Linked DNA regions of Cricetulus griseus: region 1 is linked to region 2. Evidence: chromatin contacts called from public Hi-C data. All regions are on one chromosome and are shown on one strand. The core of a region is the stretch at or near the end of the contact, and the rest is flanking DNA. Distances in the headings are between cores, read along the strand shown. Region 1 overlaps Nptn (neuroplastin). Region 2 holds the start of Nptn (neuroplastin).

Region 1 (5,965 bases), core at 1,138-3,637, 66 kb before region 2:
AAGAAGATAATAATTTATTTCTCTTAAAAGTAGACTACAATACAAGGTTATTTATTGTGAAACAAACCGAATACAAATATGTGACATATAAATATGCTGAATTACATTCCTTTCCATACACTGTAGTGAACAGAAAGAATTTGTTCCATCAGTATTAGCTATTCTGAAATTAACAATAAGGTCTTACCACATAACTACTACTGAATTTGGAGCAAGGTGAGCAGAGGCACAGTTCATTGGAATAGAACTTTTAAATCTCTAAAGAAGGCCATACTTACATTATAAGCAGTACTTAATTTGTGTTTCTCTGGCGCAAGTTTTTATCTTTGTGATTGTTGGTAGAGTTGGTTTTCCTTTGGAGGAAAAATTGCACTGTGTGAGTTCAACTAGTCATATTGTTTGAAAATGCAACACATGGAAACAGAGACTCTTCACTTCCATCCCTGGTGTAGCAGCAAACTCTACTTCTAACACTAGTAAGTAACAACATTCCTTACATAAAGTACCTCTTACTTTCAATGATTAGATTCTTCAGACTCCCAAGGCAGAAAACACACAGGTAACATTCCCTTAGAGTTCTTTAGTTTTTCCCCCTAGACAGGGTTTTTCTGTAGCTTTGGAGCTTGTCCTGGAACTCATTCTATAGACCAGGTTGGCTTCGAACTCAGAGATCCACCTGCCTCTGCCTCCCGAGTGCTGGGATTAAAGGTGTGTGCCACCAACACCCAGCTCCCTTAGATTTCCAAACTATAGTTACTTACAAAAGTAAGAGACTTAATCCTTTGAACACTTAATTTCTTAAAAGATGACCAGCAACTAGCTATGCTGACCCCTTTGGCCATTAACCCACCAGCTGCCCTTCTGCCTTCTCATAATCTCCAACTCTAGGAAAGCCTGGTAGCTTTGGACTCATTCCATGATACAGCTCCATCTCTTGTCAGCAATTGTTAATAGAACTAGACAGTAGTTTATCAGCTTAAGCATGTCAAATACATAAACTCTTTTCAACTTCTTTTGTATACTATTTACTTGTATGGCTAAAAATAAGACCTGGCCTAAGAATCAAAGTCACCAGTTGAATTATGTCAGGCTTAAAAAGTATACACTGCAACTTTTATTGTAAGGGAATTGCCTTCTCTTACAATCTTTAGTATTCCTTTTGACTAAACTGCAAACACAACGCAATTCAATCAAACTGTAAAATCATATCCAATGAAGTACTCACATTGGTCCAGCTGGTTCATCATCTACATCAGGTGTTCAGTTTTTAATAATCCATGAGATATAAAAGAAAGGAGAAAACCATTAGACTCTGCATAAGAATGAATAGGACAGTAAACTGCAAGTGGCAAACATGGCTATTCATAGCATTTATTAAAGGCCATTCCATCTGGAGGTGCAAAACACTCATGAAGTTATTTCTAGATTCAGTTTTAATGGCAGATATGTTCTTTCAATGGTTTTAGTTAACACTTTGAATGCTCATCATGAAAAACTGCAACTGTAGCGGACAGATAGGCTGCAATATCATTGTACTCATCTTGTCCCCAAGTTCCAGTGGTTCACTCATAAATAGATGAGAAGACAAACCAACATTTCAGTTGTAAAATCCTGCTGTTTGTTTTCTTGTGGAGAATGTATGCAGTTCTTCAATGTAAATGGATGTGTACATTTATATACATTTAACCACACATCCTCATTTCCCCAGAGGGCACTGTTTGTCCTGCTGTTTTACAATCTTTATGAGGTCACTGATCGGAAGCATGAGACTGAGGAAGATGAAGCCATAATAGTTCAACCTAATCCTTGGCTGGCCAGCAAGAGACACGAGAAGCAGAGGGTATTCTGACATCACAGGGACAGCTAAACAGTGACACCCCTCTAAAAAACTACATGAAAAGATGGGCTTGTTATTGTGCCCTGGCCAAAACAAGAAAAGCCATGAGATGTTTGTTTTTTTTTAATTAAAAAAAGTTTTGTTATTAGTGTTTAGAAGTCTTATTAATTATACTTCATAATCCTGACATCTTGTTCTCTTAGTAGATATGCATACATTGAGAAAGTTATTTAAAAACCCACAAAGGGGAGGGCACAAATAAGCACCCTTGTTTTTACTGTACAACAGTTGTGTGCTTTTACTGAAGGCATCTAGAAAAACTCTCAGCAGGATTCCACAAGGGGGCTTGGTGCACATGAAGCAGTTATGGAGATTACAATCTTGGTGTAGGCATCTGCAGGAGCACATGTCAGGAGTAATGTCTGTCAAGGAGACATTGCTCCACCTGTTCCTTTCAGGCAACGCAAAGCCACCGCCAGCACACAGTGACTGGAACAAAACAGGATTAAAAAAAAAAAAAAAAAAAAAAAAAAAACTAACCACAAACCAATGACTCATCAGCAAAACAAGAGGCTAGCAACATACCAGTGTCCATAGGAGTCCACTACTAACAGTGCTATTAACACAGGTACAGAGAACAAACTAGGACTCAGGACACCCAAGACATCTGTTTGCTGTATATGCAGTGGAAAGATACAAGGACATACCAAGTACTAAGACACACAAGCCCAGCCTGAACCCTCCCCTCTCCACAGCCTACTGCTCAGCACCCAGGGCAGGCCAATCAGATAACATGCTAGAAGCTAAGCACCTTGAGAATTTAAAGACGACACAGGAACAAACTAATTTTAGTGTGCACCCCAAAATACGAAATTCTAATGCAAGACAGCCAAATCTACTCCCAACTTTAAAAGACAGGAGAGGGGGGAAATCACAATAGCAAGGCCAGTCTTCTCCTAATAGGACACTAGACTACCCCAAGCACACTTCACACCACAGTCCTTTCTTTTGGCATGGGGTGTACCCTGGTGTCTAAATGTCACTTTCCAACCTAACAAGCTGGCCACATGCAAGGGTTTGCATATGAGTATGTGAGCAACAGTGTTTCTGGTGCAGCTGCCAAGCCTGAAAGTGGGAGCAGCTGTGACTCACACTGTGTCTAAATCTCAGAAACCCTGCTTCATTCCCAAATCCACTTGGATACCACAAAGCAGAGGACACGCCCCCCCTCCTCTCCTGTGCTGAGCCACTGCCTGCAGCATCACTCTCCCATACAGGTCAGACAAAAGAACAACTTGACCTCCACAGGAAGGTCAGGAGAGAACAGAGCTACAGAGAAAGGCACAAAATAAAGTAAATGAGGACTAAACAGCAAACTAAAAATCCAAATTAGTTGTGAAAGTGAATGAAGTAAACTTGAAGAAAAGTGTTAACATTATGAACTGTGCATTGTATAGACTGAAGCGGAGATTAAACAAACTCCAAAAGCATGCATATCGCTCACTTACCACCATGTTTTAAGGGTTTGATGCAATTGAAGGGGGAAAAAAAAGAAGTCACAGTAACCGACAAATATCAACATACCCCCAAACCCTCAGGTCAAAGCTGCTTTAAACAAAGACTGTTCTCTCCACCTGGGGATTACTCACAGCCACTGGCTAGATGAGAGGAAGAGGACTGAGGGAGAATGAAACAAGATGCTTCTGGAATCCACCTGATGAATATGAAACTCCTGATGGAGTGGTGCACATACTGATTTGCCTTCATGCTCTTTCCTTACTGAAGTATGACTGCTCTTGAGGCCCCTACCCTGACACACATTTCATAATAAGGTAAATAATATACGGCACCCACTATACAACATAAAGTGATGGCTTTAGATTCAAAACAGTCAAGAGCTGATTCTGGTCAAAGCCCCTGTGCCACTTCAATCACGTCACTGGGGGTAGGTTGTGTGTGTTCCTTTCTTTCTTTTTTTTTTTTTTTGGTGGGGTCGGGTAATAGGATCTTATATCCCACACTGGCCTAACTCCCTACATGGCTGAGGATGACCTTAAACTTAGGGTCCTGCCTCCACCTCCTAGGTGCTAGGCTTCAAAGCATGCACTGCCATGGATATTTATAAGTTGCTGAGGATCAAAGTTGGAACCATGCCTGCCAGGCAAGCCCTCTACCCAGTAAGTTAGCATCCTCAGCCACCCTCCCCTCCCTTGGCAGAAGGACTTGCTAGTTAGCCTAGACTGGCATCAAACTCACATCCTACCTCAAGTGCTAGAATTTATTATGGTTTCTAAACCCACTTATATTTTTGCCTGGTTTCAACAGGGTTAACACTAAACCCAAGAGAGATGTGGTTCTTTGAATCATTTTCCATGTTTTATCTGTATTTTCTTGTAAGGTACTTGTGACTGACTCTATTTGAGCTGAATGTTTTTTGGTGTCACTTTAAAAAGTCATCTCTCTTCCAGCATCTCCAGCCTGCTGTGAAGCTCCATATGCTACCAAATACTTTGATCAGCTAATAGATTTTGGATTATCAGAACAACGCTTCAGTTCAATGTGTCTAGAAGAACTAAGATTATAGTTACAAAACTGCTTGCCCTCCTCTGCCCCTCACAAACTTGCTAGTACTGTCTCCTTTTGGCCAACTTACAAAATTACCCCAGTGTGAAAACAGAAGATTCTCGGATGCTAATATTCTTTTTCTTAAATCAGCTATTTTAACTCAATGCCTGGGAGGACACCAAAATATCTAGTAGAGCTGAAGGCCCCAAGACTGAACAGGTTTACCCCAGCCTCTATCTCCCAGTGGGCAGAAGGAATCCTGGGAGGGGCACACTAACTGCACTCTGACCTGAGTCAGAAAGGGACTAACACAAATGTGGCTCCAAGGAGGAGTCCAGTTGTAACAGAAGGAAAACTGCACTACTTAACACGTATACTCTCAATGAAAAGGCAAAGCTCTGATGTGACTTTATTATTGACTTGTTACTAAGAACACTAAAAGTGAAAGTCTGTGTGTAAATAGTCTACCTATGAGATAACTTATGTGGCACTGGTCCTCAGAAAGATCTAACAGGGGACTAAAGGACTGTGATTTCTTCTGTGAAATGGCCAGAATATTCAGATAAAAGGACCAAAGCTGCTTTTAAAGAAAGCAGTTAACCTCAACCATATATTTTTTCAGTGTGAGAAATCTAAAGGGACACATGCTTTCCTAATTTGTGTTTGTGTTCTTATTTTGCTGCACTGTTCACTGAATGCTTTTCTACTTAAGGAGAAAAGTTACCAATAACTATTTAGAGAGTTCACTGTGGCTCAAATCAACCACAGATGTTGGTAATAAACCACCTACTTGGGTAAAGAAAAAGCACACCAGACCTACAAAAACTTCACGTTTTCATAGTGGCATAAATAGGCTAACAGACATTATAGCTAAGATTTCTTCACAGAAACATTCTGAGTTTGTATCAGATAGAGTGCACCTTTTCATTCATCCTCAACAGACTGAAGAGTGTGTGCGCGAGCGCGCGCGCGCGCGCGCGCGTGTGTGTGTGTGTGTGTTTGAGTGTGTGTGTGCATCTACAAGTAAACTTAGGGAGGAGCAAACGGGAAGAAAGCCTATCAGTGAGTTTGCTGTCCTCATGAATTGAGATGGAGTCGAGGAGAAACTTAACAAAGAAAAGGCCACAGCATAAGGAAAATTCACTGAAGATCAACATACAACTCTCTTCCAGAAGAAAAGCCAAAAACTGAAGGGAAGATGGAAGCAGGGAGAAATCTAAGAATCTGGAAGTCAGGGTTAGGGAAGTGGTGATGGAAAATGGACCCTGGACCATACTGGCTGTCAGGAAAGGAGAGATGGTGAATACTACAATCATTTCAGAATCCCAGATTTCCACCCAATCCAACAACAAAGAAGTAAAAACTGCTTGCATGATGATATTCTCCCGAGACCAGTGCAAGGAGATTTTACTTTGCACTTACCCTGCAGTCATCTGTTTTGTGTAGAATTCATTCACTATATATAGAAATTTAGCTTATTATTTTCCATTCAGGAAGCTGTTAAGACTGGCTCTGCTGCCATTGCCCACCCCCTACTTCAGTTTAACCACCAAGGAACTCTTA
Region 2 (6,127 bases), core at 3,515-6,014:
GCTAGTGCTCTTAACTGCTGAACCATCAATCCAGTCCCAAGAAAGTCTCAAATATGATCAGGGGTTTGACCACCACTAAAAAAATTTTTAATAAAATGAAAATGATGATAGTACAGTAACATCACCTTAGAGCAGGGTTTTCAACCGTCCTAATGCTGCAACCCTTTAATACAGTTCATGTTGTGGTGACCTCCAACCATAGAATTATTTTCATTGCTACTTCATAACTGTAATTTTACTACTGTATGAATCACAATGTAAATATCTGATATGAAAGACATCAGATACACAGTTAGCCCTGTGAAAGGGTCATGTGATTCCCAAAGAGGTTGCTACCCACAAACCACTGCCTTAAAGCTTACAAGGAAATGTTTCACAGCAAAACTATATTGAAATAAAAGCAAGAAATTTCTTGTAAATCTAATTTCTCAGGAAAATAAAATACATGCAAAATCCAATCTATAATAAAATCAAATCTTAATTTGTGGGAAGTAAATTAACTGCGGAGCACATTTATACTTTTCTGTTAAACTTTGTCTTACAGGTTAAGCTTTGTGTTTGCCAACACATGCACACAAAAATCTGTCTCTCTAACATGGACCCAGTAACTATATAAAACAAGCCAAGAAATAAGTTCTAATTGATATCTAATTGATATCTAAATAAGTTCTACTATCTAAATGACAGTAGTCATATGGTCTTTCCTCCCAGACCCCTGGCAAATTTGTGTCTGGTGCTCCATTCAGTCATTGAAGAGATTAAAGACATACGGTCTCCTTAGGAAAGGCTTTATTCAAAAGCAGGTTCCTTATTCTGGTCAAATAATATTTGAATCATGTTTAAATCTGTTGCTTGACATTTGTTATATCATTTGTGCCATGGCTACCACTGATGGGGTTTATTTTTCTGCTGTTCATTTTAGTTCACCCTAAGTGCGAAGATAGTCAATAGCAAATTGTCAAACAAGAGAAGCAAATAGCATTTGACAGTTTCATGAATCACCTAGTGCAGATATTACATTGTTATTAACATAATGTTCACAGCTATCTAGAATCACCTAATGCAGCTGTTAACAATAAAATTCATTAGATGCTCTATTCGCCCCCACTGAACAGTATTAATTATCAAATTTGATAAGTTTCAGGATGAACATACTACAGTTTTACATTCCATCCACCCTCATGCACTCAGCTAACATCTGTAAAGCTCTTGAGTATCTTCCAGGTACTACATTCTACTTCTCTTAAAACAATGGTATTTTATGAAAATGTGTTCATTTGCTGGGTTGGTGGGGGTCAGGAGAAATGAACGTCATGAAATCTCCCAGACAACAAATGGAAATATGAACTTCCTCACCAGAATTTCAATTGCAGCCATATGGCTGGCATGATGACAGAAGCCTTAACAAGTGTTTAATACACACAGGAAGAACAATCATGCTACTTTTTAAGGATAATAGTAATGGCTAACATTGAGACTTGCAATATTGCCAAAATGAAATCCAACTAGCCTCATTACTTCATTTAATCTTTACATCATCCCTAAGGGACTAACACTGTAATCCTCACTGCACAGATCTTATTCAAGGTCACTGAGCTGCAGAATTAGAATTCAAACCCAGTTCTTGGGAAGATATAGCTCAATGGCAGTATACTCGTATGTACAAAGGTTTGAACCCTCGGACCAACCACGGACACACAGTCTTGTCTCTCACTCACGGGCGCGCGCGCGCGCACATACACACAGCAAAAAAAAAAAAAAAAAAAAAAAAAAAAATTAGCTGTATCTGTGTTTAAAGCTTATGCTCTAGATCACACTTTACTTTTTGGTTTAATATTCAATTTTAATCTAACACTTTTGAATATCTCAAATTTTTGCCTTAGAATTGTATTGTTGGTACATACATACCCAAAAAAAGAAAAAAAAGGTTTTACCTAAAACTGTGGTCTTACAAATCTAAATATTTATATGAAAAATGAAGTCTACTTGAATCCCTATGGTAATGGGTCAGAATCCTTTTGGAGTTAAAAGAGATGCTGTGGGTCATCTAGACCAAAATCTTCATTTGAGGACTAATGAAAACAGAAGCCTTTTCAGAAAGTTCTACATTCCTAATCTAAACGGCCACATTTTCCGTCCAGAAGCAGTGACTCTACCACTGATTTTCCAAAGCATTATTTTAAAGAGATAATCTGTATGTCTAACATTTCAATATCATATGGAACATGGTATCTCTTTCTGAAACACTGTACAAAAAGTAAAACCTTTAGGACATGAAATCAGACTATTGCAAGACTATTATCAACAGAAAGCTTAAATATTTCCACTGAGACACATTACAGAAAGTTTTAAAATGGCATCCTTAACCATATAAACTCAAAAGTAACCATTTCTTTATTGAATTCAATTTACATTCATTTGGGTCAACTATGGACTCATCGTCACTTTACTAGTCTTGTCACGTGACTAAATCCAAGCTCATTTCAAGGGAAAGGCTGTACTATGCTGTATTTAGAACATATTATCACTAAGAGCAGCCAGATGAGTCTTTGTAGACCTATCCAAAAGCCTTGCCTTAGTTGCTAAGAAACTACAATTTACCATATTATAAATCATCCAAAACAACTTATGCCAGCACAGATTAAACATCTACCATCAAGAATCTCTCACCTACAGCACAAAATGAAACTGCTACTTCCACAAATAACTGAAATCAGAATTAGAGTCAAGTCATATCACATAAATGACTGGTAGAGCAAGCAAATCAGGCTAACTCTACCATTTCCCTTCCACAGCTTTGTACTTAAGGAAAATGGGGTGGGGGTGCCCACATCCTTAGGATATTCAATGTAAGAGACAGAAAAATGTTTCCCTTTTGACCCATGAAGAAACAAAGCCATAGGGCATAAAATTCCCTAAGTAGAATGATAGCGCTTTTTTTTTTTTTTGTCTCAATACTGTATTTTCGCTGTAACCTCTAGCATTTTAAGGTCGGTTTCTCTTCAGAACCCTCAACTCCACGGACTCTGCGTGATTTTGTTTTAATGAAAGCCATTTTAATTTCAGACAAGAGCAATTTTAATTGTTTTAGTATAACAACGAAGAATGAGGAGATTAAAACTAATTTATGTCTCCCTACCCCAACCGACTTCTTATGATTTTTTCATATGAAAAAATCTTTAAACCTCTTAATAGTTGTTTCCACAATAACTGAAATAGGCTCATTATCCTTTTAAGTTTGCTTCTGAAAGATCAGTTCAGCAACAGAACTGTGGCAATGCTGTCAATCAGAATCCGTCAGGTTTAGCTCCCCCATGCCTATTATCCTTCATCATCTTCTCTAAAAAGCTTCAGCTCGAAACCCAATTTTCGCTTCCACTGTACCTTAAACACATCCCAGAGGCCACATTCATATTCCACAGAAATGACATCTTTTCAGTCTTGAAACTTTTAAATCTCAAAAGCCCACTTCCTCCATTTCCCTGCCATCACTCAACTGCCCTCAATCCCACCACTGCAGATGTAACTGTCCCAGCCCTCCCCAAAGGCCAAACCTACATCATACAGCATTTGCCACAACTCATCCCCTCCCTAATGTATCCACCACGCTGCAAAGCAACATTACACCCCCGACTTCCTGCATTTTACTCCCTTCCCTTATTTTTCGTCTTCCCCAACACCCACCTCTATACCCAGGCACCCTTTACTTCTCTGATGCTTCCTCTACCTCAGTTTTAATGCTTTCCCCCCATCCTCTGCTCATTTTCCTCTCCTTATTTAGAAACTCCCTTTTGCTTTCCCAACCGCTACCCTAGAATGCCCAGCACTCCACCCTCTTTGGCAAAACCCAGCCCTCTTCCCCCAGCAGCTCGTTTGGAGACACTGCTGCTTCTCTTTTCCAGGTCCCCCACTGCAGTCAACCCACTCCATCATCTTTCCGCCCACCTTCCCTCTACCCCCAAATCCAAGGTTCCCCGAATCCCTTACTAACCCCTCTCCTTGGAGACTCAAGTAGTGGCTCCCGCTAGGTGTTCTTCAGGATCCTTTTCACCCCAGCTTCCCCCTCCTCCCATTTTCCAGGATGTCACTAGGGTTCCGGGGCCCCCGTAGAATCCCGGTGTCAGCGCCTGCAGAACCCGGTTCCCTCGCCGCCAACACCCCTCTGCCGGCTCGAACTCGAACGCCTTCTCCAGAGCCGCCCCCGCTACTCCAGCTCCTGGTGAGCGCAGAGCCCCACGCCGCGCGCGGACCTGTCTCCAGCGCCCCGGGCTCGCAGCACAGCGACGCCTCCACTCTCCACGAAGCGCCTCCTCGCTTCAGCCCGGCCGCCCGGCCGCCCGCTCCCGGCTCCGGCATCCCCTTCAGGCCTGGGCCCGGCCCCTCTGGTTGCCGGAGCCCGGCGCCCCCGCCCGGCCCGCCCCCGGCCCCTCGGCTTACCGTTCTGAGCAGCACCTGGCCCTGGGAGGAGCGAGCCAGAGACCAGCAAGAGCGAGAGGGCCAGGGCGCTGGGGAGCGAAGAGCCCGACATCCTCCCGAGCCGGAGAGCGCGCAGCGAATGGGCCGGGCCGGGGCCGGGGCCGGGGAAGGGAGGGGAGGGAGGGAGGGGGCGGGCGAGCGCGCGAGGGAGTGAGTGAGCGAGGCAGCGGCGCCCCAGCTCCGTCCTTCCCCGTCCTCCTCCTACCGCCGCAGCGCCCAAGCCTCGCGAGACCTCCGCTGGCGGCCGTGGGCGGTCCAGGAGCTCCGGCGGCAAGGCTCGCGAGAAGAGGCTCGCGCCCGAAGTCCCCGCCCCTGCGGAGGCTGATTGGCCTAGCGCAAGGGAGCTCACATGCAGAGGGCGCTTCTGGCCACGTGATGGGGCGAGGCGGGGACTCCACCCGCCCGCCCGCTCTCCCGCGGGGGAGGCCGTCAGAGAGCACGGCGGAGTACAGTTTTCCCCTCGGTGGAATCCTAGTGCCCGTAAATGAGAGGAAGCATTGAGTAAACTGTCTCTCCTCCACCCATACTGCCTTTCAAGCGTTACCGCTCTAAACTTCAGAAATGGATACACCAGACCCCGCTAATAAGCTTCCTGTCATCGTCCCTTATCAAGAACTTGCTATTCTTGCTTCTGGACTTTGACCAGAGACCGCTAGAGCTATCTGGCCACAACCTCTCTGCCACATTTTCCCCTCCCGGGCAGTGTTACACGCTTGCTGTGCCTTCCTGCGCGGACATCTGTTCCCTCTGCCTTCAAGTGTCCTCCTTTTCCTCCCTACCTGTGCCATCCCCACCCCCCTTTGGCCTTATTTTAGCTTCACAGACTCTGAGGGCCCGAAGTTAACTAGCCTAGTTGTAGGGCCATAGAAAAAATTCTACAAGGAAGTCATATGTCAAGTGATAGACAGAATCTTTGGTAGAGAAACCTGTAGAAAATAGTTTCCAGTCAGTTCACAGTGGATTAGGAAGAGTCAAATGACCCATAGGAAAGGGGCCAGAAAAAAAAAGGCCGGGGGGCGTGGGGGGGGGAATTTAGCCATGTTGCATGGAAATTTGAGAAATGCCTCCTTTGGGAGAAGGAGGATATTGGGGAGATGCCATGGTTGGTAAAAATGCTTGCTGCACTAGGATGAAGACCTTCCCCAGCATAAAAGGGAAAAGATGGCCATCAGGCCTGTGGCTTTCATCACAGGCTGGAGAGGTGGAGAACAGGAGGACCTGGAGCTTGCTGGCTAGCCAGCCTAGCCAGTTGGTGATCTCCAAGTTCAGTGAGAAACCCTGCACTCTACTGAAGTGGAGAGTAGTTAAGGGAGACAGCCAGAAGCTGCCGTCTGGCCTCCGAGTGCATGCAGGCTTGCTCACACACAAACACAGATTTGGGGGACTTGGCTTATTGTTTTTTTTTTTTTTTTTTTTTTTTTTCCTGTACCACCCTCAGCACTTGTGGTTAACAAAGAAGTGTTCTCTGTGGCTTAGGTCATCCCTGAGTCAGAACAGGCATCCTCGGGTGTGTCTATGACTTAAAAATGAGGAATGGTAAACTGGCCTGCCGACCTGACTTTCTTCAAAGGCTTTGGTGAATCTGGAGGAAGGAGATCCTCACAGCCTCTCCAGCTTTCCTGGGAACTAGACAACTAGTGGTTATAGACTG

Evidence for each region. A called contact is a pair of places that touch in the nucleus more often than the background predicts.
Region 1: a contact with region 2 is called in a Hi-C map of the CHO-K1 cell line, with 4 times the contacts expected there. The contact joins the enhancer-like site here to the promoter of Nptn in region 2. A contact is called at or near these places in 3 of 8 Hi-C or Micro-C datasets (the CHO-K1 cell line, fibroblasts and liver).

The regions. Positions count from the first base shown.
Region 1 is chr4:170,233,318-170,239,282 of CriGri-PICRH-1.0, reverse strand. It overlaps Nptn (neuroplastin), which reads right to left. Exons shown (of 10, transcript XR_004769624.1): 8 at 1,226-1,247; 9 at 279-353. Among named protein-coding and RNA genes, the nearest start is that of Nptn, 65 kb to the right of the region's middle. Within about 2 kb of position 2,387, at least 2 of the 6 cell types and tissues checked have open chromatin away from gene starts, as enhancers often do. A contact at or near this core is called in the CHO-K1 cell line and fibroblasts, where this site is marked.
Region 2 is chr4:170,169,662-170,175,788 of CriGri-PICRH-1.0, reverse strand. It overlaps Nptn (neuroplastin), which reads right to left and starts at 4,764. Exons shown (of 10, transcript XR_004769624.1): 1 at 4,438-4,764.